Regions from separate parts of the Mus musculus genome. Here region 2 is linked to region 1. Evidence: chromatin contacts called from public HiChIP or PLAC-seq data. All regions are on one chromosome and are shown on one strand. Each heading gives the region's core, a stretch centred on a gene start, on an enhancer-like site or on the middle of the called end of the contact. The rest is flanking DNA. Distances are from core to core; before and after follow the strand shown.

What was found. HiChIP or PLAC-seq counts read pairs in DNA pulled down with a chosen protein or histone mark.
Region 2: a contact with region 1 is called in an H3K27ac HiChIP or PLAC-seq map of epiblast stem cells, with 8 times the contacts expected there. The contact joins two enhancer-like sites. A contact is called at or near these places in 1 of 484 Hi-C or Micro-C datasets (cardiomyocytes), 2 of 115 datasets of contacts at active chromatin or transcription factors (cardiomyocytes and epiblast stem cells) and 1 of 9 other capture datasets (embryonic tail).

What each region holds. Positions count from the first base shown.
Region 1 is chr14:98,291,278-98,296,115 of GRCm38.p6, forward strand. No RefSeq gene overlaps it. Among named protein-coding and RNA genes, the nearest start is that of Gm33583, 120 kb to the left of the region's middle. Within about 2 kb of position 2,599, at least 7 of the 459 cell types and tissues checked have an H3K27ac peak or open chromatin away from gene starts, as enhancers often do. A contact at or near this core is called in epiblast stem cells, where this site is marked.
Region 2 is chr14:99,009,868-99,014,098 of GRCm38.p6, forward strand. No RefSeq gene overlaps it. Among named protein-coding and RNA genes, the nearest start is that of Mzt1, 34 kb to the right of the region's middle. RefSeq lists an enhancer at 1-2,774. Within about 2 kb of position 2,459, at least 2 of the 459 cell types and tissues checked have an H3K27ac peak or open chromatin away from gene starts, as enhancers often do. A contact at or near this core is called in epiblast stem cells, where this site is marked.

The sequences.
Region 1 (4,838 bases), core at 1,349-3,848:
ATAAACTTTCTTGGGTGCAGAGCAAAGGGGCAATACGGAAAGGGCACAAGTAGAAAGCGAACATACAGCGAACATACAGGCAAAGGGAACAACGGAGGAAAAGACAAAATTCCTCTGAGTGGGAGATTTCACCAGAAGAAGTTCTGTAAGAACATGATGACTTGCATGGAATTTGAATGGTTCTTGTGTGTTATTGTTGTCTATTGTTATTGTTTCCACCATTTTATTAGTAGTAGTAGTAGCAATACATTATTCCACCATTTTATTCTTATTAGTAGTAGTAGTAGTAAATTATTTTATCTACATTCCAAATTGCCCCCCTTCCTGGTCTCCCCTCCCCCTTCCCCTTTTTTTCTTCTGAGAGGATGCTCCCACCACCACCACTGATCTCACCCCTGCCAGCATCCCTTTCCCTGGGGCATCAAATTTCTATAGGATTAAGTGCATCCTCTCCCACTGAGGCCAGACAAGGCTATACTTTGCTACATATGTGCCAGGGACCATGGTCCAGTCCATGTATGCTATTTGGTTGGTCGCTTAGCTTCTGGGACTCTGAGGGATTTGGGTAAGCTTATAATGTTGTTCTTCCTATGGGGTTTCAATCACCTTCAGCAACTTCAGTCCTTATCCTAACTCTTCCACAGGGGTCCTGGACCTCAGTCCAATGATTGGCTGTAGGTTATCTGCATCTGTCTTAGGCAGCTGCTGGTAGAACCTCTCAGAGGACAACCATTCTAGGCTGCTCTTGTCTACAAATACAACATGGCCTCAGTAATAATGTCAGGGTTTGGTGCCAGACCATAGGATAGAATCCAAAGTTGGGCCGTTACAGGATGGCCTTTCCTGTAGTTTCTGCTCTATTTTTGTCCCTGCATTTCCTTTTGACAGGAACAATTCATTTTAAGATGGGTGGGTTTCCCCATGTCTCAACTAGGGGCCATGTCTCTCTACTGGAGGTGGTCTCTTCAGGTTCCATCTTCCCAGCTAAGGTCACCCCCACTGAGTTGAGGGAGCCTCTAAGATCCCAGAAGTCTGGGACTTTCTAAAGGTTCCCCTGGCCTCACCTCACATTGCTGCATATTTCCACTCATTCTCCTGGTTCTCTGACCTTCTCTTCTGTCTCTTTCTGTACCTGATCCTGGAAGAACTCTCCTTTATGCTTTTGATTAACATCTTTACCAAAATCTAACACTTCATTAATATCATCTTGTCACAAATATGGCTCATATTCACATATTAGCATCTGCAAATGTAGCTTGGGTTTAGTTTCTAGTACGTGTCTATTTGTCTGTATCTACAAGGAAGGGTTATATTATTTTATAGTTGTATCTGTGTAAGGGATAAGTATCCTGTGTAAGAAACTTTGTCAAAGGGAAAAGAGAAAGGCATGGTTGTAATTTCTCATTATTTTTTTAAATCAGTTTGGAGAAGTCATTCATACCATGAACCACGAACTTGGAGACAGAAACTAGAACTACATAGGTATCAAAAGAATGTGCTATGCATAATTTTTGCTTTCATGAAACTCAAGGAAAAATTACACAAATGTTTCTCTCAATAGCAGAGACACTTGCTGTTCCATGATTATCCATGAGCCTTTCTTTCAATGTACCTGGGCCAGTTGACCAGTTGTAGATAACAGTCTGTGAAAGGATGTGTCTTCTATTTTCAGACTAAAACATGTCAAGTGAGTATGCAGATCTCTAGCTTTCTCTTTGCCATGAAAGCCGTATTTGAAGAAAATATGGCTACCAGGTCCTGCTCATATGGATTTTTGCATTATCCTATGGAAAAACACTGCTCCAGAAATTCTCAAACTGACAACTGACCTCCCTGTAGGGAAATAAGAGGCCATGTGTCATGCCACCAAGATTTGAAGAGGACTCTACCCTTACACTGTAAATGAGGGCATTAATATGCAAACCCAGATGGAGTATTTGGGAGAATAAAGAAAGGAAAATAAATTCTATTGAGACAAAACAGAGTGTGGTATCAGAAGTAGGTTTCATGTGATTTAGCTCTTAGTGGATCAAACACAAAGTTAGCATCACAGAATGATACCCAGAATATTCAATTAAAAGAAAAGAAAGAAAAAGAAAAAACGTTTATGAACGTCTCAAGCAAAGTTCACAGATTCTTTTTTATAACTTGTACTAAAATCTGCTTTGATGTCATTCCACCTAAACTACAATATTAAATTACAACCTATCAGATTCAGTGGACTACATTTTTTTTTCAGGGTACCTCAAATGGTATCCAGATAAAGGAATTAAAGATTAAGTTACACATTTCTAAACTTTTTCTACTAGATTTCTTTTACATATGCCTTAATTTTCAGGTCATAACATGTGTTACCTTATGAATTATTGATGTATACAGTTTTACATTTAATCAGCTACACAACTATGCAGTTTTATATGTGTGCTCTCTATTCATATGTTTAAAATTGTCTGTACAGTACCTATGCATGCTTAGCAGAGGGTTGGCACTCTACTAAGAGTGTTGCTGTCAGAGTCCAGATACCATTTAGTGTCAACTAGGAATGTTGAGCCTTTGTTTGTTTGGGGCTCTGCTTCCTGCTTGCCTCCATCCTCTTCACAGGTGCAGCTCCAGGAGAAACAATGCCACATTGTTTGCTTATCAGCATGCCTGCTTTTCCTTCAGACTTCAGGCTGAGCTTCAAGCTACTTTTGGCTTGTTTTTTTTTTTTTTTTCTTTTTTTTTTTTTGTTTTGTTTTGTTTTGTTTTTTGTTTTTTTTTTTGTTTTTTTTTTAATCAAACTTTTCTCTTTTTAGAATCATCATTCCCTTCTCTCACATGAGAATAGAGAGAGTCATCTCCTCCTGACCTGACAATGTCTTACAACCCTGCTTGGCCCTCAATACATGGCAGGATCCATGTCACAGAGACCATTTTGCCTTCCAGAACTTCAGGCCATTGAAGAAGCCCACTCCAGTGATTTTTTTTTTCACTCATGATTTCATTTTAATGTAATTCAGATTCTCTTGTTCATGCTTTAAAATTGTTGCCATAAACCCTGTCTTCTCCTCACAAACCCAGTCAAATCAGCAAGTGAAAAGAACAGCAGGATCTTAGGACCTGCTTGTGTTGACTCTTTAATTCCAGAAGCATGACATCAGCTCATGAGAATGTCATTTCTTCTTTCGTTTGCTTGGATTCCCAACCTTTTTATTTTATTTATTTATTTATTTATTTATTTATTTATTTATTTATTTATTTTTTGGAAAATGACTAAGAGATGTTTAGTAGCTTACAAGACTTTGAACAATAGTTGCTATTCTAAGGAAGAAAAAACACCTTTAAATTCAAGCCTTCCCTTTCTCCCAATACCAAGTTCTCTGAATGCTGAAAAGCTTAACCATGCCTTTGGTCCTTCAGCATGAGGTATTTTTCTGAGTATTTCACAAACATGGGGCTAAGTAAGGCTGGGTCAGTCTGTACTGTCTATGAAAGCCTTCTGTGAGGTTCCTGCCTTTTGAAATCCAAATTTTCATTGCAAAAAGACAAAACCCACAGGACAATGACTAAGGAAATGAGAATTTCTGTCTTGTCTAAACCCAGGTGGAAATTTAAAATGACTTCACTATGTGATTTGACTCATTTTTTCAAAATTAAGTCAAAATTTCACCGTGTCCATTCCAGACCAAACATTCCAATTCCTCTGAGTGTAACTATGCTTTAACAATTTAATCATTGATAATTTTCTTTAAAACAATGTAAAGATTTCAATATGCCTTCTGAATTCTGGTATGAAGGAAAGACAAACCACTGTTGATTACTGAAAGACATATGCATCTCAAAGTGTATTGTTTGTAATTGAGGACTCTCTCTTTAATAAATATACAGCGAACAGTATTAATGACTAGTGTCAATATGTTTGAATTCATAGGAGATGATAGGCAAGGATAAACAGCTTTTTAAAAAGAAAGTATGATGTGAAAAAAGTGCAGTAATGATTATAACAACATAAGTAAACTAGTAAGTTTATAAATGTCTGAAATAGGGAGCAGAGCAACTGCAAAGGAAATCTTGTCCTAAACAGTCCAACCAGCCTGGAGAAAGACAACATGAAAAGAAAGGAAATGACTGACGCTGTTATGCTCACAACACACCCAGCTGGGAGTCCAGCTGCTCCAGGAACCTGGTGGCTCTTGAGCTTTGGGAGTTCCTAATTAGAATACAAGTAGAAATATAACAGAAGACATGAAAGAAAGATAAATTTAGTATTGAGCCTAGCTCTTGCCCTTCCTCTTTAAATGACAGCAAAGACAGATTTAAAGAAACTTGGCTAGGTAAGCAATAAATAATTTTATAACACACATGACTCCAGATACCAGCTATAATTCATCAAGAGTTCCGATAGTCTGTCAGACAATGATCCCTGCTTTCAGGTAAGCACGCCTATGAACAGCTGGTGAACTGTACACTGTGTGTGAAAGCCACTGTGTGTGAATAAAATGTCATCCACTTAGGAAGTACTTATATATTCCATGAAAAAGCAGAGTTTTCTTCCACTTGCCTCCTACTACAGACTTTTTCAAAGTTTTTTTTTTTTTGCAATGAATGAGTCTTCCAAGGATTGTGAATCAAAGTATGCCCAAATAAATGCTCTTGAAATTGAATATGTGGTATAATATTTTGTACAATGATAATCATCAGAGCCTGAGACCATACAAATATGTTTTTATTTTAAGGAACCCCTACAAATATGTGGACATATATTTTGTTATTTATAGCACTTCAAATTACTTTTTTACAGCTTTATAGGGTCAGTGTGACCTTCCCAAGGTCTGTGCTAAGATACACAAAAAGGGAAA
Region 2 (4,231 bases), core at 1,209-3,708, 720 kb after region 1:
GCTTTGACTTGCAACTGGGCTGTCACCTGATCCCTTGTTCTTTCCGAATAAAGAAACTAATATGGGGTCTACTGTGAAAACACTCAAAGAGGAAAAATGCCTTCAAACAGCCAGTTCGAGGCCCAGTCTGTAAAGAGAACCTTAAGTTTCTACTTACTTGGATAAATTGACAGAATCAAGAAATTAGACACACACTCACACACACACACACACACACACACACACACACACACACACACACACACACACATACACACACGCAATCTGTAGCTGGGAAAAGAACTAAAGTAATGTCAATATCTGTGTTCTATCTAAAAATCCTACAAGCAGAGAACCAAGTAGATGCTATAGACTGAATGTTTGTGCCTACCCCCCACCCCCCAATTTTATGTATTGAATCTCTAGCCCAATGTAATGGCACCGGGAGCTGGGGGACATGATTAAATCTTGAGAGTGAGCCCTCCTCTTAAACAGATGGAGTGTCCTTGAAAATGACCATGAACTTCCTCACTCCTGCTACATGAGGAAGCGCAGAGTAAGCCGGCTGTGTGCAGCCCAGCAAGGAACCTTGCCAGACCTCAATGGTGCTGCCAATCACCCTGGTCCCAAGCTTCCAGACTCTAGAACTGGGAGAAATAAATAACTACGAGAAATAAATGCCTGGGGGAAATAAATATCAGCAAGGCCCCAGCATTCTGTTAGAGCAGATCACATAGGAAATGAAAGCTGGAACTGCAGACATTCAATTCAAGCTCATGTTGACTGAGGAAGAGCTGTTCTTTACTGCCAATACTACACAGGTACAGGGATGAACTGAAACTAAGGAAGGAAAGAGCTTTTGAGCAGAGAGGAAGCTGTGAGCTCTGGGTTAAGTCCTCTCCTCGCCTGCTAAGCAAGCCATCTGTGAGACTCGTCTGTGGAAATGTGTGCGTGAAGTGGCAGAGAAGCTGTCCCCCTTGTTATCGTTGGTACTGTTGTTAAAAATAGCTTTAGGTCATCTAGCATATTTATGGAAGGAGCTGGCCTCAGATTAGAGATAAGCAAATACCACTATATTCCATTTATGGAAATCAGAGCTCAGCAGTTAAATGCCACTAAAGGAGACGATTTTCTAGCTCAGTAGAACTAAGGAATTCTGAGCTTTTAAACTCGCTTGTTATCAGATGGAAGGAAGTAATATTGGAGAATGGGGAGATTAAATGTCAAGACTAAGGTGGTATCTACACAGAGCAATCAAGTCTGCCTAAGTGGTGTGAGCCCAGACTATTGTGTAGCAGCCATGGTGGAGCTGAGTGGTGACCAGTGATGTCAAAGGAGTTGTGATCAGACTCAGTCTCCCAGAAATAAGAGGGTCTGCTCTATGGCAATATAGTAACTTGTTTTAATCTCAACTTGTCTTTAGTATTTTCTTTCTAAAAACACACAATTCTGTCAAAATGGACAGATCGCTGGAAAATTAAAATTTTAGTTAAAATATAGTATTACAGAGGCTATCAGTAACTGCTTACTTAAACATATTTATTATGATGCACATTTTTATTTTAATCACTGCCTTTTCCTATGATGTGCATTTTTTTCAAGTATGTAGTTTTATCATGTTTGCCAAATTGTCTAATAAACAGGATGTTGGTTTTGGCTGAATTTGTTCATTGTTTTATAGCACAACATGCATATAATTCACAACATGGAGTAACAGAAGGAGCAAATGTCTGACAGCTAATAATAATATGTGGGATCCTGATTATGAACTGACTGCTTAATACCGTAAACTATCCCTCCTATGCTATGCCCCACCCCTCTCTTGAGAAAGAGTCCGATCATATAACACAAGATTGCTTTAAACCATCTTCCCTCCTCTTCCTCCTGAGTACCTGCATTAAAGATAAGCACTACAGTGCCTGGGTTCTTCTTCCAGGCTGTATACGAGCTTGCAATTTGAATTAATCTTACTATCTCTGTGTTGATTACTAATTTCTTCTCTCCACCTCATCGTCTTTGTCCAGTTTTCTCTCTCCTTCATGCTCTCAATAGAAATTCGTAGTAAGAGCTGGGATTTTTTTCTCCAAGGCTCCATCTGTCCTTGAAGAACTGTGCCATTTTCTTTATAGATCACATTCATCAGCTTCCCCACCCCCCACCCCCGAGCCCTTACGGTAGCATCGTTTCTATGTTACACGAGAACATTGTTGATGACTGAAATTTAGCTGTGCATTCAAGTTCATATGGCCAAGGTTTAGATGTGCATTCAAGTTCATATGGCCAAGGTAGGTTGTTCAGGCTCTGCTTTCCCCACTTGAAGCAGGGTGACTGATCTGTGGTCCAAACCAGTGCATCCTGAGCAGGGAAGCAAGGCAGGGATGACTGGGGGGAGGGAGACCTCAGGGGTTGTGTGAGCCTAATGACAACAGAGACCATCAGACAGGCTTCATTGAGACAGCTAGTTTTATGGAGGGAACAAAGGCTATTTAAACCCTCGTGGCGGGAATGAGTAGGGGTTATCAGGATAAGTGCACATCATTGGCCAGTGTCAGTGTGCTGAGGATGCTCCATTTGCATATGCATAAGGAGGGAACCCAAGTGCTGCTGAAAGTGACCTCATAAAGGGAGAGGAAGTTTAACCTGGCTACCCACTATGGTCACATCCTGGGGGGGTGGAGGGGGAGGAGGTACAAGCAAAGGCAGGGTCATAGGGCTATGAGCCTGGGAGATGCAGGCCAAGAGCAGAGCTGGGAACAAACCTATTCTTGAAGATCTCAGGGCAAGATTTTCAGGGTTTGGACGTGCCTCAATCCCACTCCTGATCCAGGCCTGTTCCCCACAGCTCCGTGGCTCCCCTAGCCCCACAAAGGCATTGACATGACTGTTCAGCAAATACTCTCTTCCCTTCCCATTGTATATAAAATAGACTTCTCTGGCTTCTTCTTGATATTGAACTTGACCAAAGGATCTACTGGCTTCATAGAATGATAGCATCTATCATGAATCGTCGTCTTAAATATGCTCCATCAATTTGGCTTGTTTCTTACATTTTGGGGGTCTGTTACAAAAAGAACATATTTCAAGTTCGTACTAACTTGAGCCACAGGACTAAGCATGGATTCCAGTGATCACAGCAGGATCAAGACATAAGAATAAACATAAGTTAAACCTGTAGCTTTGATTCGGGAGCCTAGACAAGACAAGCTGCTACCAATGTGCAGATCTGTTAATTTAAAAAAACAAACAAACAAACCATCATTAACATTGTTCCCACTAAATTGGAGGGTTTGCTGTTACTAAGGACTGACTCTGTTTCTCTAAGCCCAAAGCTCATAGGCTGATACCTTAATCCTCAATGTGATGATGACAATGCCTTTGAGAGGCAGTTAGGCTTTGAGTGTGGGACCTTGATGAGTGGCATTAGAGCACTTACATGTCGAGATACAAGAGATTCTTGTCCATGCCCTCTTTCTGTATACAGCCAGAAAGTCTCTACTTGCTAATCAAGAAGGCCCCAAACAGGAACATAATTGGTCTGCACATAATTGGCCTGCACATTAGAACTATGTTTCCCAGCCCTCGGTACTATGAAAAATAAATTCCTATGCTTTAAACTGCAACAGAGTCACTGGTATCTTATTATACCAACCCAAGCTATCCAAACCATTTTAGTGCATCATTATTGTAAATATTATTGCAGAATATAGATAGACCAGGTTGGCCTCAAACTCAGAGATAAACCTGCCTCTGCCTGCCAAAATGGTATTAAAGGGATGTGCCACCATGCCCAGCTAGGAATGTTTAATTTTTTATGGCGCCTGGTATGGAAATGGTGGCAAATAGAAGGTCTGAAGGTGATAGTCTAACTGATTCCAAAGGCCAAGAAAAGGAGTGCCAAGAAAGTAGAGAGGGAAGCCTGGCCCTCAGACACATGTGGGGCAAGGAAATCATCCATTTGACTAGAGGCACTGGTCTCCTCTTTCTCTTCCTCTTCCCCCTCCTCTTCCTCCTTCTCCTCCTCTTCCTCCTCTGCCCCCTTTTCCTCCTCCCCTATCCCTCCTTCCTCTTGCACATCTTTTAATACCACTTTGGGAGGCAGAGGCAGGTTTATCTCTGAGTTTGAGGCCAACCTGGTCTACCTATATTCTGCAATAATATACCAGCAAGGAGAAGGAAGAGAACCAATACATGGGCTGGCCTAGGAAAGTATTCTCCATAACACACACACACACACACACACACACACACACAC